2 separate regions of the Mus musculus genome follow, and region 2 is linked to region 1. Evidence: chromatin contacts called from public Micro-C data. All regions are on one chromosome and are shown on one strand. Each heading gives the region's core, a stretch centred on a gene start, on an enhancer-like site or on the middle of the called end of the contact. The rest is flanking DNA. Distances are from core to core; before and after follow the strand shown.

Region 1 (3,755 bases), core at 193-2,692:
CAACTCCCAGTCACCAGTCTCGCACACAGTCATTATCCATCAGGGGTCACACACAGGCAGATGGCACACAACTCTGCTCCCAGATCCTTGCTGGCTGCTCTGCCTGCCTCACACAAAGACCAGACACACACACAACCCCAGTCTCTCACAGCAGCCACAAGCCGCCTCTGGCCACCAGGGAGGGCCTGCTCACGGGATGGTGTAGCTTTGGCGAGCACCCTGGCGCCGTGTCCTCATCAAGGCCTTGTACTCGCCCACTCGCAGCCGCCGGCCCTCCACGACACAGGTACGCTTAGGCCTTGGCTTGTACTTATAGTCAGGGTATTTCTCCAGGTGCTGCCGGCTCAGACGGGCCTGCTCCTCGTAGTACGGCTGTTTCTCCTGGTTGGTCATGGACTTCCAGCGAGAACCTGATCCAATACCAGGCAAAAACTAAGGGCCAGACTCTCGTGGTACCCCACCAGGTTCCAAGCCCTAGCTAGAAGTCCTGATTGGACCCTGGTCTTCAATTGGGATCAAAAATGATAAGGCATAAGCACTCATCAAGGGCCTGGCCAAGTGTGGATGCTCCCTGGATGCTGGGCCAGGAAGAGATGAGGCTGGCAATGACGGGGAGTCTGTACCATTCTCATGTCAAACAACTCGGCACCCCTGAGAGGTCTCCGCCCCAAAGGCATTCACGAAAGAGCAGCCACTCCAAGCCATCAAGTATCCGATGTGAATCTGGGGTGTAGCTCAGTGGTAGAGCATGGGCCAGGGTAGACATGGGAAAGCCGAAAACAACCCTGGTGTTCCAGACAAGAAACCCGCGCAGTTACTGGAGGGGACTCAGCCATGAAAACACCACCCTTATTCAGACTTGTCGGCCCTGCCCGCTCCTCAGCCTCTGACACAAAGTCTCTATACCAATGGTCCACAATGCTAGTCTCTATTTTCTGCCAAAGCACAGGCCATAAGAGGCACCGGGTGTTTGGAGGTGGTAAAGAATACACAAAATCCCAAGGGGAGGGACAACCAAAAGAGCCCTGCGCTGGTACAAGGTCCTAGGATCCAGCTGCCAAGAACATCTCAACTGCTACACCTGGTAAGATTCTACCAGGATTCAATAAGGCATGAAAACTCCAAACAGACCCAGTCCTACTGAGCTATGTCCCCTGGGCTCAACACCCTGAGCTGCAGAGGACCCACGCCCTGGCCCTTACCAAGGATCTTGCTGATGCTGGAGTTATGCATGTCTGGGAAGGCCTGGAGAATTTTCCTCCGTTCATCCTTGGCCCACACCATGAAGGCATTCATGGGTCTCTTGATGTGGCTGCTGTTCCGAGACTCGGAAAAATGACGGGAGCCTGGAGGATGGGTAGGTAAGAGTCAGGCAGGCAACAGCTTTGGGGCTGGCAGAGATATCCCTTGCATGGCCACCAGGAGGCACTGATGAGGCTCATAGAGAAGTCAGCTCAGGCCTAGCAAGGCAGGAAGTAGAGGATGAGGAGGGAAGCGAAGGCCAGCGGTAAGCAGAGGCCCACCACGGCCAGAGAACAGGCACAGCAAAGATCCAGAGAAGCAGGGCTCCACAGAGTTGTTACAAGATACCAGAAGACGACCCACGGATAGAGACACCAGGGAACAATGGAGACACATGCCAGGAAGGACCCAAGAAAGGAGGGAGGAAGGAATCAGGGACGGACACAGCCCTAGTGGAGTTAAGTGGCGCCCAGCGCCAGAGCTCTCACCATCCATGTCACAGCTCAGCATGGCTTCCTCCAGGGGATGCACACAGCTCTCCTCCAGCCGCTCCTTGGCCGGGGAGGAGTCCAGGCTGATGAGGTCCTGCAGGTGACAGAGACAATGTGGGCATGAGTACTTCCTCTGTCATCCTGTCTTCATCTTCCTGTCCTCTGGGCAGAGGAAGATTGGCCCATACCTTCCGGAATGGGGTATTGGGGGAGTTTTCCAAAGCCCCACTGTGGCTGTGCAGCAGCTGCCGGGCATCCTGGATGGCTTTGGTGACGGCGTCCCCTTCACCGAGGAAGCCTGTTTGGAGAGGGAACAAAGTGAAGGGCAGGGACCCGAGGGCTTTGTCCCAGGAGCAGCCCACATATTTATGCTTCCTGCCACGTCACACCTAAGGGTCTCCTTGTGGCAGTACACTCCCTGCCCATCCCCACACCTCCCTGAGGACTGCCTGCTGCAGGGTGCCAAGGGTCGGGAATGAGGCAACTCTCTCAGATGCGCAGCTCAGTGGCCTGACCCCATGCTGTCTAATCTGATCCTGGAGAACAAAGGCGCCATGGAAGGAGGCGTCCTCAGAGCAAGCCTCATCCCCGGCTTTAAGAAAGCAGAGGCTGGGGTGGAGCTCGGTGATGGGAGTACCTTAGAACTGTTTAAAAACCCCAAACTAGAACGGAGAAAGGGAAGGACCGTGCCCAAGGTGGCGTCTGGCTCAACTGTCTAAGGTGAGACGACTCACTGTCGTCTAAGGTGAGAGCAGATGAAAAGGCTTACCCAGAGGCAGGCTGGGGGGGCTGGATTGCAGGTCCCTTGTGGGAGCCCCATGGCTGGCGGGGCGAGGCCCACAACTGTTCATCTTCAGGCTGGGAGAGCTGGAGGTGTTGGGCAGCTCAGGTACCTTGGGCTTGGCTGTGAGGTTCAGTGGTTGTGGGGGCTCCTGCCGACCCAAAAAGACAGAGAATGAGAAACACCCAAGGAGGACCACCCCATCACAGGACAGACAGGACTCAAGGCGAGTGAGCCAAGAGCAAAGAGGGACATTGGCTCCGCAAGGGAGGGGCTCCCAGGCAGCAAAGGTAGGCAAAGGAGTACCTGCAGGGGGTGGTGGGCGGCCACCCCCGACCTCTTCACCACAGGGGCAGGCGGGCTGTGCAGCAGCTGCAGTGGGTATTCCACTGGGGAAAGAAAAGCGGCAAGGGACAAAGTCCCAGGTGAGCCCAGAATAGCAGGCACCAAGTGACAGGCCCCAGGACCACAGGGCAGAGTGTAGAGCTGGTCCAACCTTTCCTGTTGTTGTCAGGCTAAGGTAGTGCAGGGAACCATCTATCCCTCTTCCCATATGGCCCCTGCAGGCTGATGGCCTTGCCTGCCCTTTCCAACCCACTCTAAAGAGCTCCCCATGCACACACAAGGGACGGCACCCTCGGGTCTTGTCCCTGCTGTGTGTAGGGGGCAAAGCTACTGCGTGTGCTTCCCCTCTAAGATAAAATGTATGGTACGTAAGGGTTACTCAAAGCAACAGCCTCATCTTACAGGTGTATTAGTCAGGGCTCTCTATACAACCTAACAGGTAAGGAAACAGACCTTGTAAATTCAGCGGGCTGTCCACAAACAAATTAAATGGCGGCGGCGGCAGGATTTGAACCCAGGTCTAGACTCCATAACCCATCCCTTGGCCTAGACAGTTCTCTCCCTCCTATCTACTTTACCTCACTGGGCTTAGAATCAAGAAGGAAAGCAGCAGAGATAAGACTGTGTATCAATCACTAGCAGCACAGCAGGTAGTGATAAGGGCTCAGAGGAGGACACTCAGTTTCAGCCAGGGTGGAGTTGGGGTAGTAAGATGGAGGATATTTGAGGATGATGAACTCAGGCTAGCAAGCCTGGTTGGCTCTGTGGCTGGGAGCCTGTACTGTCTCGGTCACGTGGAACAGGGAGGGTAGATTACGAGTTGTTTTCACTGCTACTTATCCTGTGTGGCATTTACAGGCAGCATGTCCGCCCTGTCCCAACTCTGTCTGTGGGCA
Region 2 (3,753 bases), core at 575-3,074, 520 kb after region 1:
CTCTTGCCCTCTGACACACAAGCTCACTCAGCATCCTCATCTCACACTCTTTAAAGTCCGGTCTGTATCTGGAGGTATCTTTAGCCATCATTCCCACTGCGCCTCACAGTGTGGTGATCCATCACTCGGGCTCCTGTGGACAGCTTCCACAGGCTGGCTTACTCATTTCACCACAGACGTGCATACCAGAGTCCCATGTTTACTCACCTGCTGGGCACTGGTGCATTTGCACCAATATTCTCTAAGAAACAACCACATATTCAGGAGAAACCCCCCCCCCTCTCATCAAAACAAAAAACAAAACAAAACAAAAACAGTAGCAGCAATAACAACAACAAAATAGCCTTAGAAAAACTACATTAAAGAGACTTTTGGCTGGGCATGGTAGCGCATTCCTTTGATCCCAGTACTTGGGAGGCAGAGGCGGGCAGAATTCTGAATTCGAGGCCAGCCTGGTCTACAAAGTGAGTTCCAGGACAGCCAGGGCTATACAGAGAAACCCTGTCTCAAAAAAACGAGAGAGAGAGAGAGAGAGAGAGAGAGAGAGAGAGAGAGAGAGAGAGAGACTTTTGTTTCCTTTTTTCTTTTTCTTTTTTTTTGTGAGATAGGCTCTCATGTACCCTAGGTTGGCTTCAAACTTATGTAGTGGAGAAGGACTTTGAACTTTTGATCCTCCTGCCTCTACCTCCCATGGGCTGGGATTACAGGTGTGCACTATCATGCCTGGTGTATGAAATGCTGGGTATCTAGCACAGAGCTTCAAGCATGTTAGACAAGCCTGCTACCGACTGAGCTCTCTCCCTAACCCTACTTGTGGCTACTCTAAGGCCACTCGGTCCTTCAGTCACTTAAACATCCATGGGACGTTTATTAAGTTGTAGTCCCCGGATATTCCTCTCTCTGGAGGTGCAGAAAGGAATGAGGTCCAGTCCTTTGTAGGAACAACCAGTCACTTTGGAGACAAAGTCTTAGAACTTAACATACAATGTAAAAGAAGGACGTTGGCTGGTAACATCGCCTTAGAAATGCAGCATTTTAGAAACACGTTGTGGAAAGCAGAGGGTTGGTATGAGGTTCTGCAGTGTTTTGCCATCAGAAAGCTCGGCAGCTATCTGTATACATATGTGTCTGCACTTGGGTTCCTGGGAGGACATGGTGTGCAGGCGTATGAGCACAGACGTCGTCTGCAGGTCACTCACATCTGTGCAGGCAGGTGGAGGGCTGAGTGTGCTGTGGATACGGAAGTGCCTGCAGCATCGTAGCCATCCATCTGCAGCTGATTACACAGCCCTCCCAAAGCCGCCTGCGCAGGTTTCTTCCTAATCTCAGCCGGGCTGAATGGTAAGTCCCCAGCAGTAGTAAGAGGTCGTATCTCTCTGTTCCCTATTCCCACTCCAAACTGAAATCTATGCTCTTCAAGACCACCCCCAAGGCAGTTTACTGACCACCCGGAAGCCCCTCGCAGCTTCTTTGATCAGAGCCTTGTACTCTTGCCATTCTCTGCCCAGTTCCTGCCACAGCCCCGACTCCATCCCTTTGCTTTTGTGCCAGTGGGCATGAGGCCTCCAACCTTGGACCTTACCTTTTAGATGCTTTTGGTTCCGTCTGGCTCAGCAGCTTCCAGGGAGCTTCTGGTGGAGATGATGACTGCCTGTCAGAGCAGGGGACAGCTAGACACCCCCTCATCTATTGGCCAGGGAGAGGACGAGTGGTTGGCCAGGGATGCATGTGTCTAATTAGATTCCCCATTCTTTCAAGTGCCCTGCTGTTTCCCTTCCTTTTTCCTCAGGGGTCCCTAATCTCATTTCTTCACTTAATGAACAGGAATTCTTTGTGTGGGGGTGAACACACACACACACACACACACACACACACACACACACTCATGGCCGCTACACCTTCTTCTCTGATCTTTGAGGGTTGGTCAGTTAGATTCCAGAAGACTCATCCAAGCTGAGGTTTCTTGGATGGATGGAGCTTGCTGTCCCTGTCCCCATCCCCATCCCCCACCCCACCCCACCTCCACTCCCTCAGAAATAACGACACTGGACTTCATAGATGGAATCCAAAGAAAAAAAGAGCTTGAACTGGGGCACCCCACTCAGCCCTATCCCTAGAGCACTGTGGTGGTACAGCAGGAGACAGGGAGTCGGGTAAGATGTAAAGACTAACTTCAAGCTCACAAGCAGTGGTCACCAACAACAAGACAGGAAGTTCTCTAACTCCCGTAGGAAGAAAGGACAAGGACAGGAGTGGGACATTGGCTTACAAACACCCAAGACATTGTCATTGTGCATAGCCTCTGGCCTGGAACCTAACACTTCTCTCCCAACTCTGACTTTCCATGGGCCCCATCTTTCTTTGGGATGTGCCTCAGATATCCCCAGAAGAGGGTAGGGGCTGGCGAATGTCATCCGGATTCCGCTGCCCAGGCTCTTCTCAGATGCTCTCCACCCCCTCCTCCTTTCCTCTGGTCACACCCTGAATCCCAGCAGGGAGGCCCTCTGAAGACCACCGATACAGGACGAAACAGAGGGCAAAAGAGAAACGATTGGTCCAAGGTCACCCAGGCCTAGCCGAGCACTACATTTTGAGTGTTAGATTCTGAGTTCACAAGGCTCACCTTCTTACAACTTCATCTCAGGAATCCTGAGAACACAGTGACTCTACCCTCAGAACAGATGGCCTTAGCAGAACCCACCCCCAGCTTGCGATGCCAGGTGAGTGGGCAGACCTAATAGACCCCGAGGACTCCTCAGCTGCTGTGGGAAGGGGATTCCGGCAGCCAGAAGAGGCCGCCTGCCAGAACAAGGCTGTTTTGTCTCGGAGATCCCCCATCTGGGAACTGACAGCTTCAGAAACTCGGCTGGGTGGAAGGAGATAAAAGTCACAAGCCAAGAGGACGCCCTCGAAGCAGATGGCACATTTGGCTGGCCCTACCCCTTCATTCTGTTCTTCCAGAGACCCTCGGGCCCCACAGACAGCCGAGACCGTGGCCCCCTCCCAACTCCACGCAATTTATCCCTACAAGGAATATAGATGAGACTGTTCATTCATTTCCCCCTGCCACCTGCTCTCACACTTCTCCCTGCTCTCGGTGACACACCCCCCTTCACACTCCCGCCGCTCCTCTCCCACCCCACCCCGCCCCAGTCGCGCCATCTCGCCTGAGCGTCCGCCCCCGCAATCCCAGGCTGCGCAGCCAGCCCTGCACAGCGCCTGCGCCTGCTCCCACGCACTCCCCGCCCCCCGCCCCCCCGCCCCCCCAGGCAAACCCTGCGATGCAGGCAGGCTCTCATCCTACACTTTCTCCCAGCTTCTATTCCCGCCTTCACAAGCTTGCGGTCGGTCGTTCCCATGGATTTCGGGGGCATTGGTGGATGGGAACGTGGACCTGTGTGGGAAGCGGCAGGCGGGCGGGCACAGCCCCTGATCCACGAGCCTGCCAAGCGCTGCCCTTTAACAGAGACACGAGGTGTTACTGGTGAGCTAGAGGCAACAGGCCATGTGGACACAGAAGTCTGGCCAGTTGACCCTGCTGCTGCCCTGTTGTGGGCAGTGAGAGAGGAGGGCAGAAAAGTTCAGAGACCCGCCTGCCTTTTGGTATTCGCAGCTGAAAACTGGGAACCCCCATCCACTCCGATGTGGACTCCAGCCTAGCTAGCTACCGATTCGTATCTCCTCTCCTTCCAAGTCATACGCTTTCATTCTTCAGAGCCGGCTCACGCGAGACTTCCCAGGCTGAGTTGCATA

What was found. A called contact is a pair of places that touch in the nucleus more often than the background predicts.
Region 2: a Micro-C map of the G1E-ER4 cell line shows a contact between it and region 1, with 5 times the contacts expected there. The contact joins the promoter of Optc here to the enhancer-like site in region 1. A contact is called at or near these places in 3 of 39 promoter capture datasets (embryonic stem cells, hippocampal neurons and pre-B cells), 3 of 15 datasets of contacts at CTCF or cohesin (embryonic stem cells, large pre-B cells and pro-B cells), 23 of 484 Hi-C or Micro-C datasets (the 63-12 cell line, the AML12 cell line, B cells and 13 more) and 3 of 9 other capture datasets (adipose tissue, embryonic stem cells and liver).

What each region holds. Positions count from the first base shown.
Region 1 is chr1:133,384,264-133,388,018 of GRCm38.p6, forward strand. It overlaps Sox13 (SRY (sex determining region Y)-box 13), which reads right to left. Exons shown (of 14, transcript NM_011439.2): 8 at 2,821-2,903; 9 at 2,503-2,665; 10 at 1,922-2,031; 11 at 1,731-1,827; 12 at 1,203-1,346; 13 at 194-410. Among named protein-coding and RNA genes, the nearest start is that of Etnk2, 23 kb to the left of the region's middle. Within about 2 kb of position 1,443, at least 63 of the 459 cell types and tissues checked have an H3K27ac peak or open chromatin away from gene starts, as enhancers often do. A contact at or near this core is called in the Ba/F3 cell line, the G1E-ER4 cell line, the N1E-115 cell line and 3 more, where this site is marked.
Region 2 is chr1:133,905,349-133,909,101 of GRCm38.p6, forward strand. It overlaps Optc (opticin), which reads right to left and starts at 1,825. Exons shown (of 7, transcript NM_054076.3): 1 at 1,583-1,825. The coding sequence starts at 1,686.